3 separate regions of the Mus musculus genome follow, and all the other regions are linked to region 3. The links are chromatin contacts, called in public promoter capture Hi-C maps. All regions are on one chromosome and are shown on one strand. Each heading gives the region's core, a stretch centred on a gene start, on an enhancer-like site or on the middle of the called end of the contact. The rest is flanking DNA. Distances are from core to core; before and after follow the strand shown. Region 1 holds the start of Rps6kb1 (ribosomal protein S6 kinase, polypeptide 1). Region 2 holds the start of Prr11 (proline rich 11). Region 3 holds the start of Bcas3 (breast carcinoma amplified sequence 3).

The links. Capture Hi-C pulls out chosen DNA fragments and counts their contacts.
Region 1: a contact with region 3 is called in a promoter capture Hi-C map of liver, with 2.7 times the contacts expected there. The contact joins the promoter of Rps6kb1 here to the promoter of Bcas3 in region 3. A contact is called at or near these places in 1 of 115 datasets of contacts at active chromatin or transcription factors (astrocytes) and 2 of 9 other capture datasets (adipose tissue and liver).
Region 2: a contact with region 3 is called in a promoter capture Hi-C map of adipose tissue, with 2.8 times the contacts expected there. The contact joins the promoter of Prr11 here to the promoter of Bcas3 in region 3. A contact is called at or near these places in 2 of 39 promoter capture datasets (embryonic stem cells and liver), 1 of 115 datasets of contacts at active chromatin or transcription factors (embryonic forebrain) and 1 of 9 other capture datasets (adipose tissue).

The regions. Positions count from the first base shown.
Region 1 is chr11:86,543,419-86,547,622 of GRCm38.p6, forward strand. Rps6kb1 (ribosomal protein S6 kinase, polypeptide 1) reads right to left here and starts at 1,389. Exons shown (of 15, transcript NM_001114334.2): 1 at 1,148-1,389. The coding sequence starts at 1,288. Tubd1 (tubulin, delta 1) reads left to right here and starts at 1,573. Exons shown (of 9, transcript NM_019756.3): 1 at 1,573-1,812.
Region 2 is chr11:87,107,074-87,111,650 of GRCm38.p6, forward strand. Prr11 (proline rich 11) reads right to left here and starts at 1,641. Exons shown (of 10, transcript NM_175563.5): 1 at 1,568-1,641. It overlaps Ska2 (spindle and kinetochore associated complex subunit 2), which reads left to right and starts at 2,188. Exons shown (of 4, transcript NM_025377.3): 1 at 2,188-2,231. The coding sequence starts at 2,199.
Region 3 is chr11:85,351,660-85,356,276 of GRCm38.p6, forward strand. It overlaps Bcas3 (breast carcinoma amplified sequence 3), which reads left to right and starts at 1,505. Exons shown (of 24, transcript NM_001166643.1): 1 at 1,505-1,574; 2 at 3,229-3,316. The coding sequence starts at 3,234.

The DNA of each region.
Region 1 (4,204 bases), core at 139-2,638, 1.2 Mb after region 3:
ATCTAACATCAGCCATAAACCCATATTCTTCTACAGATGACTTAAAGACATTTAAAGTCACTAGGAGGTTATTACTGATGACATTTGTCCAAGATTGGTTATTTAGTTTGATGTATTTTTTTAACCCTTGGTGTAAAATATGTACGTTTCAGTAAGTATTACTGTAGAAAAAATGGTATACATAAATAACAAACTACTAGGACAGCAAAGGTAAAGCCAAGATGTGCACTAGAAAAGCGACTCTAAATTTAAACTTCAGCAAGGAAAACCCTCACACCACTATTCACAAGTCTCGGTTCAAGCAATTTATTTTTGGCGAGACAAATCACAGCTGTCAACGCTTTTTTTCCCACCCTACAATTACATAAATTATTCTGAAAAAAAAATATAGACATCTTCAACTTGAAGGGAATTAACTTACAAATGCCGTGTGTCGTTATGAATGGGGGTTTTTTTTTCCTTTAAAAAGTCACACGGAAGGGGGGTTAAAAATAAAAGGCAAACAAACAAACCCTGGAAGATGCAGCAGAGCCCCCTTGCTCCCGAAATAAAACTCCTGGTGGCTGTCACAGCAGTGCTACTCCCGACAGAAGTTTTCAGCTGTCACTTCTAACAGCTGAGCGCTTCCTAGGAGAGAAGCGACAGGCCGAGAAGAGAGGTGGTTGTGGGGAGTCTGAAGATTTAAGGCTTGCAATCTTACACTCCACAGGGAAACCCTTCCGCATCTCACCTGCACTAAGGGGGACACCCCAACAAGATCGGCCCTCCCCACCCCCAGCACACGCTCACACCACCCGGGCCGCACTCAAGCCCCACAGCTCCAGAAGCCGACCGCGCGCCTTTTCTCCTCGGCGCTCCAGAAACACATTGCTCCGGGGCAGCGCTCAGCTAGGGATCAGGGCGAGCCCTGCACCTGCGCGCCCCGCAGAGGCCTCACACCTAGGGCCAGGTCCGTCCGCCCGCCCGCCCGCTCCCCGACTCGGCCGCGCGGCGCCTCAGCTCCTCCCGGAGACCGCTCGCGTCCCCCCCGGGTCTCCACGCCCTCGGGCACACCAGGCTTCCCGGGCCCACGCCGCCACCCCGGCCCTGTCACCTCGCCGCTGCCCCCCCACCCCGCCGCCCATACCCCGGGGACCCCGGGCCTCACCCCCTCCTCCAGCTCATCCTCAGAGCCTGCATCTTCTGGCTGGTCCAGGTCTATGTCAAACACTCCTGCCATGTCCTCAGCTTCCCTGTGTCGGAAGTCAGGCGCTAGGTAAAAGCCGTCCCGCCTCCGTCGTCGCCTCATGGGCCCGGACCCGCCGCAGACTCCACGGCTGCTGCCGCCATCACCGGCTGCTTAAGCTCAATGCGTCTGCGCCTAGGCCCCAGACTGGCTCCTCAAGTTCAGCTCCGGCGCATGCGTACAAAGTCTTCTGAAGCCATACAGTGGGCAGCGGACATGCGTAGCATTAGCTCCCGGGGCCAGGTACTGGCAGGAGCATGCGCAGAACACCGTCCGAAGCCAAGCCGGGAAAGTACAGCTTGCGCGTTTCTGTCTAAGGCGTTTGCCGGACACGGAGCATGCGTACCATATCTGAAGTTGATAAATTGAAATTGAACATGCGTGATTAGCCTTCCTAAATAGAAGAAGGGAAACGAGGGTCGAAAAAAGACAAGCCCTCAGCAGAGCTCTTCGCATAAGGAGCGAGCGCATTTATTTGTTCTAAGTAGTTTTTTTTTTTAAAGTATTGAAAGTGAGCATGCGCGTAGTGAGAGGGTTGGTCTTCTGAAGTTTGAACCGAACTGAAACTGCCGGTCGCAGAGCTGTCAGTGAGTGTGGGGTTACCGGGGAGCTGATAGGGAAGAAAGGCAAAGAGAGACTCTTGTCTTTGCTATTTGCTAATTCAGTGGCTTGGAAAAGTTACATAACCCTTCGGTAACTCAATTTCCTTAACTGTAAAGTGAGAATAGAATTACCTACAATGCAGTCTTAGACGTTAAGTTGAAAATCTGGTTCACAAGCCTCTGCTCCTTTCCGGGGCTACATAGACTTGATGTGAAGCACTTATCAAAAATACTCTTTTTAAAATAGTCCCTGTTCTCCGAGAGGCTGAGGCAGAAGGATCATGTGTTTCAAGTCAGCCCAGACTAATTAGACAGTTTCAGGCGTAACTGGGCTACATAGAGAGATGTTGTCTAAAAACAAACAACGTCGTTTAAAAATAATAAAGATTTAGTTTCATATTTTATCTGGTCTTTCTCTAAGCTCCAACTTTGTTTTTCTTTCTTTTCTTTCCGAGACACGATCTCGCTATGTAGCTCTGGCTGTCCTGGAACGCACTGTGTAGGTGCAAACTCACAGAGATCGGTCTGCCTCAGCCTCCCAAGTGTTGTTGGGTTGAAAGGCTTGCACCACTATGCCTGGATCCAACTTTATGCTAGTTGGTTTGGTTTTTGGTTTTCAGAGACAGGATTTCTTTATGTGGCCCTGGCTGTCCTGGAACTCTCTGTGTCCTCAAACTCAGAGATCTGCCTACCTCTGTCTCTTGAGTACTGGAATTAAAGGTATAGCCACCATGACTGGGCTTATTGATCTTAACTGTGCTTTCCGGGCCAGAAGACGGTTGGTGAGAAAACAGAAAATTAATGTTATTGAATGTTCTATTGTTGAGCTAACTTCTGATGTCCATGTAGTGTGAAATGTATACAAAGAATTCCTTCAGGATCATATTTCCTTTAGATTATTTATGTGTGTGAGTATATATGCACATGTGTGTGAATGTGAGCACTTATGCAAATGCACAGGAGATGAGGGCATCCAGCTCTCTCTCTCTCTCTCCCTCTCTCTCTCTCTCTCTCTGAACTTGGGGCTGAGTTTTCTCAACCAAGTGGAAGCTATCCACAGTGGTCCTTCTGTCCGCACTGGACTTGCCTCTGTAACTACAGGCCTGCACAGGACTCCTGGCTTGCTATGTGGGTGCTGCTTCTAGGCTCCGGTCCCCGTGGCTACACAGCCCCCACAACCAACACTTTTGTTATGGTTTATTTGTTTTCTTTTAAAAGTGTACTTGGGACAACAGTGAATGTGAATCATATTTTGGAAACCATTGAATTGTATGTGAATGAATTTGGGCCAGTGAACCCTAAATCCCCCAAATTATAGAGTGAGGGAATTTCTTGAAATGACTAGATTCTTAGATGGGGACAGGAAATTTGAGGAAAAAGGTGTGTTATTCCAAAATTTCACTGAGGTCTCACCATCTGAGAATCGGGATTCTAGTTCAGAGGACTGGGGAAGATGGCTCAGGGACAAAGTACTCGCAATGCAAGCCTGAGGGTCTGAATATGAATCTCCAGAACCCATGTTAAACCAGATGTGTTAGCACATCCCAACACTCCTATGGAAAGATGGGGAGTGGAGACAGGATATTCCCTAGAATCATGGGTCAGCTAGTCTAATGCACAGCTGCAAACAACAGAAGAGAGGCCCATCTTCAGACCTGGTAGAAAGCAAGGACCACACACATACATACACACAAAATTTTCTGTGAAAGTTGCCTATTAGAGACAACATTTCTTTTTTTGTTTGGTTGGTTTTGTTTTGTTTTGTTTTTTTCGAGACAGGGTTTCTCTGTAGTCCTGGCTCTCCTGGGAACTCACTCTGTAGACCAGGCTGCCCTCGAACTCAGAAATCCGCCTGCCTCTGCCTCCCAAGTGCTGGGATTAAAGGCATGTGCCACCATGCCCGGCAACATTTCTTTTATATAGGGCTATTTCAAATAAGAACATTAAAATAGTAATGAGCCATGCTTATGGCCTAAGAGTATATGATTTCTTACTCTGTTTGCAGATATAAGCCTGCAGTTTTCTAGGATGCTCTTGAACAAGCCATAAGCTCCATTTACAGAAAAACATGTTATAACTCCCTTGCTGCAACCTTTGTGCTATTTGGTTTTACCTTGTCAGCCTGTTGACCTCCCCAGTACACTCTAGGAAACACTTTGTAATTATACACACACACACATGCGCACACACACACAAGAGGGAAAGAAAAACATGTCTCTTGGAAAGTCTTTGAACAATATAATGTCAAGACAATAAAATCAGGCTGGAGAGATGGCTCAGGAGTTAAGAGAACTTGCTGCTCTTGCAGAGGACCCAGGTTCAGTTCCAAGCATCTGCAAGGCAATTGTGACTGCAGCCCCAGATGATATGTTCTGAC
Region 2 (4,577 bases), core at 391-2,890, 1.8 Mb after region 3:
TAGAGAAAATGGCTGTAGTGGATTATATTATATTAAAAGATAGGTTTGTGATTCAGCAACATATAATGAGCACCTACTATGATAGGCAGATGTCATAGTGGGAGGGACCATTTGTTAAATGCCCCCTCAAGTGGGGTACAACCTACTTTTCCTCAGCTAATGTTCAATGTCCTCAAAGGTTTCAATCCCTGACAAGGAAGATTTTAGTCCTAGTGTTATACAAAATTAAGCTGAGGCTTAGACTAGCTATCTGCCTAATATAATACAATGAAGTATAATGAAGACCTATAAGTCTCCAGAGACCATGACTTTTTCTAATAGACTATGGGGCTATAGTAACTTTAACAGGCTTTATACAATTACCCAAAATGAAAGGTTTGTTTTAAGACAGGTACTTTGAAGCCAGGCAGTGATGGTACACGCCTTTAATCCCAGCACTTGGGAGGCAGAGGGAGGCGGATTTCTGAGTTCATGGGCAGCCTGGTCTACAGAGGGAGTTCCAGGACAATTGGGGCTATACAGAGAAACCCTGTCTCGAAAAACCAAAACCAACCAGCCAACCAACCAACCAAACAAACAAAAAAGACAGGTATTTTGAAACACTTAATAGTACTTAAAATATTTCTGTTTTATATTTAAATATACATCCTTATCTGAAAAAATAAAATTTAAAAAAGTCTGGGTTAGTTGTTGATACACAAGCTCCTGTCTCAGAACAATATAATTAGTCTTCTTCATGAGTTGACACTGCTGGTTCTTTAAGAACTCCATCAGTTATATGGAAAGGTCTTTGGCCAGGGGCACTTCTAAAACTGTAGCAGCAGCATAAGTGACAGATTTACTTCATCATCACTATTCTAAAACACATGTTTTACATCCCCCTCTAGTCAATTTAATTTCCATCATCAGTTTAGTTGGTTTGCCTTGAATGCTGAAGCATGATCTCTGCCATTGTCCTATAGTCAATTTTGTTTTAAGTCGTGAAGCATTGCTATCCCCAACCCCACCCGGTTCTTCCCTGTGTCTTTCTCAGAGTGACCACAGGTCCTTAGTCTTACCCAGCACACTACTAGACACACAGTAAAAGGGGTATACTTTTAAAGTAGATGTCAGAAGTCATTTTGCATCATGGAACACTGTAAAATTACCTGACATAAAATACTTCTCCATAAACGTAAATGCGCTGAAGAATGGCTGGGGAGAGCATCTGGTTAAATAAACATTGTGATAGGAAATTTGGGTAGATTCCTATAATTTGCATTTTTCGCTAGCGCCCAGAGAAGCCAATTACCGCCAGTCGGTGGGCCCCCTTTGAGAAGCAAAAAGTTACGACAAAGACTGAGCAAAAAGGCAATCACTTCAAACTATATATTGCAGTGTTAAATAAAAAATGTGTCTCAGATGTTGCCAGCGGAGCTCTTCTCCTGCCCGAAACCTTTCCTTTTCTGCTCCATCTCCCTTCCCTGTCCAGCTCAAGACCCCACCTCCATAAGAACCCAGTCATCAACAGTTCGAGTAACGGAAGACGGGACCAGGTAACAAAGAGAAAAAACGTCGTTGCACTTACTAGTCTAAGAGCCTGGGGATTAGACGAAGTTCGGGCCTAAGCCTCTTCCACACCATAAAGAAAATTTCAAAATTAAATCTTTGCCGACGAGCGACCAATCGTAGACGTGGTCTCTACAGGGTTCGTTGTCTTGAAAGGATCAAAGCACAGCTTGGACTACGATTGGCCAAAAGAGCATCACATCCTGGCCAATCGGAACTGAGGCGCTTCTTGTATGAATAAGGAAAGGCGGGCGAGAAGGGGCGGGGAAGCCGGAGAGAAAAGGAGGTGTGTCACGTCGCCTAGGCCCGCAGTGGAAGCTTTTATGTCATTGGCTGCTGCTGCTTCCGAGTACACCAATCGCAAACTCTTTTCCAAGTATGAACTTGAAAGTAGGGACCATAAGGCAGCCAATGGAAAAATTCATATATTCAGCAGCCAATCCCCCTGCGGCGTTTTGTGTCTTTGTCCAACAGGAAAGTGCGTTTTATAACGAGGGGCGTTACCCAGGCGCCAATGGGCGGGCGCCGATGGAACGTACTAGCCAATGAGCGCAAGACGTTGAGTGACAGCTGTCCAATGGAGGGCCTCAGTGCTAGCACGGCTTACAGCTTAAGCGCCTCAGCGGTCTGAGGAATGTCAACTATTCAATATGGAGGCGGAGGTCGATAAGCTGGAACTGATGGTGAGTGGAGAGTGAAGGAAACCTACTGGGTAATTAATGTGCTCCACCGATGGCCTAGAAGGTGAAGCGCATTTTAGAGTCTCCTGAAACTGGGTTGTGGAAGCTGGAACCTGAATTGAGTTCCTTCTTTCTGCACCTACGGGAGCTACCGCCGCCTTGGTCTCTTAACCGCCGCGGGGGAAGGGGTTACATCCGGGGAACTCGTGAGGGAAATGGCGGGAGATGTTGAGGGTGTGGGGCCTTTGTAATTCCCTGGTCCTGGTTTTCTCCTTCATCGGCTCCAGGAGCCGCGCCCGGCACAGATACCGCCTCACGAATTTCTACCTTCCTTGCCCAAGCGTGACTGGAACGGTCTTTAATAGCTCGGAGGAGGAGAGAGGTCGTTTACGTCTCCCGAAAAGGGGGATGGAGGATGAGGTGGGGCAGAAGTCTAGGGGCGCGGAGAAATTCAAGTCCACCATGCACCTACTCGCAGGCGAGCTGGGACAGTCTGAAAGAAGATGCTAGACTTGCACGAGAAACTTGCCCGCGGTTCCGCAGACTGGGCTCTTTGCGGCTTGGGAGAGGAGCCGCCGCGGGGACCGAGCCTGGAGCTCCTTCCCGGGGCGCGAGCGGCGTTGCCCCAGGCCCGGCTTTCTGCTTCCTAGATGCTCAATTCCTTTCCTCTGTGCAAGGAGAACCCTGGACGAAGGCCCTCAGCGGCTGCGGGCAAGGCTGGAGTGCACTGAGCGTCCAGCCGAGTGGCCTTGTCATTCTCCATCAGTGTTCTCTTTATTCCCGCCCTCCCATCCTTCCACTGCCCGCTAGATCGCCGCGCCTTTTTTCTTAGTTTTCTTGTTCTGTCTTCAGACTTCTTTTTGCATGATCACTTTTCTTCCAGATTGATCATCGGACCACCAGCCCCCTTTTAAAAAAATACCAAGATTAATATTAAAAAGTAAAACACTCCATCTGCAGTCTGCCCTTTTTCCCTCTGCGTAGGTATCCGTTGTGTCTGAGCCACTCTCTCCAAGGAAAATCTTGAGTTTGTAACTTCTGCTTTGGAATAGACTTTGGGGTGATCCTGGAAGATAGCGAGTACCACCCCGACTTCCCCATTCCCACACCAGAAGGTGTGAGGCCTCAGTTTCTTTTCTCTTGGGTTAATTAATTCAGGTGTTTCAAACACATTTTATTAGAAAGATTTCCAGTCTTGTTTAACATTGTATTTTAAAACTTTCTTTGTGGAGGGAGTGTGGGGATGGGGGCGGGGGTGGGGGGAGAGAAGAGGAGAAGAATTTTCTGCTGCTTTCCAAATCTTGAAAAAATGAATATTTGACTTAAGAATTTTTCGTGTGTGGGTGTGTGATTACCATCTTAAAATACGCACAAAATGTTAAATATTGTGGTTAGAGTCTATCAAACAACCTGCATGTAAATTCTCTTGTTCCTCTCCCATAGTATGAATTCCTTGCACTGGAATAGGTGGAGATATTTTTACTTGTTAGAGGCTAATTCTGTGTTTTTAACGGGTTGCTTTTTGTAATTGGTGGATCAAGTTCTGAGCTTTATCTAACCCTTCCATTGCAATCAATTCTCAAACTTTTAAAAAATATTGAGCAAATTATCTTAAAGAAAATACAAGTTAAACATCCTGTTAAAGGTAAGTTTTAGGAAGTTATGAGGTTGTTGAACTTTAACATATTTTAGATACTGTATAAATTATGGTCTAGCTTTAACATTTCTTTTTTCAGAGGATCAAAGGAAAACAGCTTTTCCCTTTGTAACATAACCTGAAGTACATTGATGGTAGTAGCATTTACAATTTTCAAGTTACTGAACTTTTTTTCATAACCAAGGGCTTGAAAAACATTATTTTTAACCATGATTTTCAATATTAACTGCTTTTTATTGACTAGACAACAAAAGACATTTCATCTTCACATTGCCATGTTCCTTCCTTTCTTTTAAAAACAGTACCTGTTGAGAAAGTTACTTTCTAAGCCAGAGATAAATGATTCCTTGTGCAATCGTCTTTTATTAGTAGGTCTTTACAATACTTAAAAGGTTTGCTAAGGAGCCCTTGCATATATAATAGGAGTGCCTATTTATCTTTGCAAAGGCAGTAGTTATCTTCACTTGGTAAAAAGTCTAATCTTAATAAATTATTTGATATTTTTCCTGTGTTGACATCTAATTCAGAAAATTAAATTTGCCTTTTAACATTTGTCTTTAAAACCCAATGCTTGGTTAGCAGAGTTAAATATTCCCAAATTTGGGTTTTGTAGCCCAGGATTTGAGGATTAGTATCCCATTGTTTAGTAGATTTGATCTGCCTGAGTTGCTGAACTGGATCATTTAAAGGAA
Region 3 (4,617 bases), core at 255-2,754:
CTTCCCTCAGTGGACTTAGGATCTGTATGTCAAATAAAGCCTTTCTTCAACAAGTTTTTTGTTTGTTTATTTTTTCGAGACAGGGTTTCTCTGTGTAGCTCTGGCTGTCCTGGAACTCACTCTGTAGACCAGGCTGGCCTCGAACTCAGAAATCTGCCTTCCTCTGCCTCCCAAGTGCTCGGAGTTCGGAGTGCCCCACCATTGCCCAGCCAGCGAGTTTCTTTTGGTCTTGGTGTTTCGTCACAGCAATAGAAACCCTAACTAAGACATATGGCCATGGAAATGAGTTTTTTTGGCCTTGACCACGACCTCCAGCTAACTCTTGACACTGATGACATGCCTAAAAAGTCTACTTTAACCTGTATGATAGGCAAAGGTACTTTTACGAATTCCTTGTTGGTCATACCTAGCCGCCTAGTCCACATCTAGGCAGGAGCATCATGTCCAAATTCCAGGCCCGTTTATTATTTTTAAAAGAATTATATCTTATTAAAAAAGATTTTTTGGAAGGGACAGTGTTTTCAAACTTGGTGGCACTGGACTGGCTTAGAACTTGTTATGTACACCAGTGCTGGGAATATAGGGAATATAGTGCATGTGTTACTGGAATCCCATAAAAAGAGATTTTGGTACAGGTTACTAGGTGCTCAGGGGAAAGATATATGGGAAAGCTAGGAGTGTGATTGTGGGTTTCTTTAAGCAAGAGCTCCCGGCCTACGACTACTTGAGACTCCATGAACCCTTAAGACGTATCCAATGCCATCTTGCAAAGCCCCAGGTAGTCTTCTTAGACTCTCTATGGATCCCTATATTGTGCAACAAGTTCCCCCTTCCAAAGTCTGGGGCCTCTCCATTTCCAGATGTTCACGAACATCCATTCCTATGACAGTAACCATTAAGGACTCCAACAAAATTTCTTACAGGCCCCCTTATTCAGAGCAAGACGTACTCAGCAGGGGACTGAACACGGACTGCCAGCCTAGACTCCCGGAAGGTAAACACAGCGCCGCGGGCGGGGTGGAGGGCGGGCTCGGGCAGCCTGAGTGGTCAGGTAAAAGTGATTGGCAGCTGCCACGTCCACGTGCTTTTAGCTTCAAATCAGCTGTCGCGAGAATTCGATGTAAACACACCAGTATACCTGGCTTCGGGCTCCTCGCTGGAGACTTCTGGCTGAGGTCCGCAGGTATTTGGTGCATGTAGCGTTTCCTTAAAACAGAAAATCCACCAAGGTGCCTCTTCCAGGCCCGCAGACACGCCTGCCTTTTCTCCCCTGCCGCCTGCATTCACAACCGAACCTGACCCACCCGCTTCACCCGAACTTCCATACTGTTGTGTTTTCCCTCCAGCCCCAGCGGATTGGATGGATTCTGAAGGCGGGTCCGCCTCTTTCCTACTCGCTGGTTGGCGAAGCTGACCTCCAAGGGCGGTGCCGCGCCGGGGCCAGTTTGCTCCTGGGATTGGCTGATGCGGTGGTTCCGCCGAGGCGTGGTAGGAAGTGCTAGCCGTCAATCACGAGGGAGACTCCAAACAGTGAGCCTGAAGCTGGAGAACAGCGTTTACCGGCGGAGCGGCCGGTGAGAGGGCTGGCGGGTCTTTGGCTTAGGGGAGGTTTGGAGAGGGAAAGGGACAGGCAGCATGAGGAAACAGGGCTTGACCAGCCCCAGTTGACGGGGAAAGGTGCTGAAACTGGAGGAGAGCTGGGCAAGAGGCCAGAGGGCGGCCGGGGGCAGTGGTGGTAGGGCTTTGGAGGTGAAGTGTGGAGTGTTGTTCCCGTGACTTTGGGGAGAGTGGGGCCCGAGGGGCTTTCGAGGAGCTGTTCTCAAGTGACAAGGCCTTTAAAGGACAGAGGTGGGGAGACTGGTTCGGGTAATAGAGGGTGGAATGAAGATGAGAGTACTGAGGGGTCTGGTGAAAGGTACTGCCTAAGAAAGGGGTAGCTGGACTAGTTGGGACAATGGGTTGTTTGGGTTGTATAGGAATGTGGGGATCAACAGTTTGGGGTTTTTCAAATGAGGTGGTACAGTGAACCCTTCTTAAAAGTGATGCTTTTAGGCTGTGGGCTTTCCTGAGCCTTGTAAGACATCTTTAGTTCTGTTGCCAGTCCCCCTTTAACCATAATGAAGCAGACTCTGTACTCTCCAAACCACCTCTATGATTCAGAAACTCATTAGATAGTCAAGGTCTGGGACTTACTTAGACTGTGGGAAAATCCAGAGGCTCCTTATATTATACGAGTTTATATTCCAAATTTGTTTACACGCTGGTGATTACGTTACAATAGCTGGAGGTTAAAATATTATTTAAATGTGGCTACACAGTTTTATCTGTCCTCAACAGATTTATCTGAAGGCAGAGTGGTATCCTGTTACGTGTATTTGTTCTGAGGCTCACATGGGCCATCTGGTCTTTATATGGCTGTGCCCTTAAGGTTGACTTTGAACTCCTGATCCTCCTGCCTCTGCCTCTCAGGCATGCATATGCATCACCACCTGTGACCAGCTTTTTAAATTATTATTATTATTATTATTATTATTATATTTTTAAAAATAAAATACTAAGAATCTCAGGCTTACATTGCCCTTGAACTCAAGGCAATTTCCTTGCCTCAGCCTCCTGGGAACTGGAACTGCTGGTATGTTATGTCCCACTGAGCTTTATATTTGCATTTCTTTATTTTTCTTTTTTTAAAGATTTATTTATTTTTATATATGTAAGTACACTGTCGCTGTCTTCAGATATACCAGAAGAGCGCTTCATAACCCATTACAGATGGTTGTGAGCCACCATGTGGTTGCTGGGAATTGAACTCAGGACCTGTGGAAGAGCAGTCAGTGCTCTTAACCCCTGAACCATCTCTTCAGCCCTATATTTGTTTTTCTAAGTGATCCTGTGTTATATAGTTCCCATTTAGTTCTCTGTCTCTTTTCCTCCTAGTTATAAATTATAGGAAGATTCTGCCAAAGACTGAACTGTCTTGACTTTCAGATACTGCATAGTTCAAGGTCAGCCTCAATTCCTGGGTAAGACCCTATCTTAAAAAAAGAAAAGTAACTTCCTGGGTGTGGTGGGTACACACCTATAATCCTATCAGTTGGGCTGGCAGGTCTCTGAGAGATCTAGGCCACAAGTTTCTGGGAAAATTCATGGTTTGTCACAGTTTGGCAAAGGGATATTTAATGAATAATCGTACACCTCTCCTTCTGACACTTTTCTTTTCTCTGGAAACAGGTCTCATGAATGAAACAATGGCTACAGATTCTCCTCGGAGACCCAGTCGTTGTACTGGCGGAGTCGTGGTCCGCCCTCAGGCCGTCACGTAAGCTGAAGAAAGCAGTATTCTAGAAAACAGTTCCCACTCAGAATATCTGTTTGAGCTGGGTGGTAGTAGCACATGTCTTTAGTCCCAGCACTTCGGAGCCAGAAGCAGATCTCTGAGTTTGAGGCCTGCTTGGTCTACAAAACAAGTTCTAGGCCCGCTGGGACTACATAAAGAAACCCTGTCTGAAAACAAGCAGACTCTCCTCCAAAACTCCCAGAGTGTCCATTCGGATAGTGGTTGCTTCTGTAAACACTTTGCACTTTTTGTGTATTTGGAAGGCTATAGTAGTAGTAACAAGGCTTCACAAGAAGGGAACACTCTCAGTGGGGCTGAGCTTGCCGTAAGCCTGAGGGGCTGAGTTTGATCCCTGGGTCCCACAGGTTAGGAGGAGGGGACCAATTCCAAGTTCATGGCCCATACCCCCCCCCCCATGCACCACTAAATAAGTAGATAAATAAATAAAAAATAGTATAATTTAAAAAACTTAAAAGAAGGTTTACATTTTGAGTTCATCTTTAAAGGCTAGAATTTGGATACTTGGACTCAGCAAAGACAATAGAATAATATAAGAAACAGGCAAACTGCTTTTTCTTTGGGATTTTGAGACAAGTTCCTATTTGTTTTAACAATTGTTATATAGCAGAACAGATCCTGCCTCCATCATTCAAAGCTGAGATTCCAAATATGTGCTGCCAATCCCCACTCCCAGGTTCACTCCCAGGTTTTTTTTTTTTTTTTTTTTTTTTTTTGAGACAGGTTCTTTCTATGTAGCTCTGGCTAGTCTGAAACACACTATATTGACCAGGCTGGTCTCAAGATCCCTACCTCCAATTGCTGGGATTAAAAACATACATTGCCATGTCCAACCTTTTTTTCTTGTTTTTTCCAGACAGGGTTTCTCTGCATAGCCCTGGCTGTCCTGAAACTCACTTTGTAGACCAGGCTGGCCTCGAAATCCACAGAAATCTGCCTGCCTCTGCCTCCCGAATGCTGGGATTAAAGGCGTGCACTACCACGCCCGGCTTTTTTTTTTTTTTTTTGAGAGGTGTTTTCTGTGTGGTCCTAGCTGACCTGACAATGACTTATCCCAGGCTGTCCTTGAACCAGTGGCTGTCCTGGCTTGGCCTTCCAGGTGCTCGGATTACTGACATGTGCTGTGCCTTCTGACTTTTTGTTGTTATTTGTTCATCTTGTGTTTTTCAAGGCAGCATCTCACTATGTAGCTCTGACTGTCCTAGAACTCTATGTAGACCATGCTGGCAGTGATGCCCCTGCCTCTTGCCTCCTGAGTCCTGAGG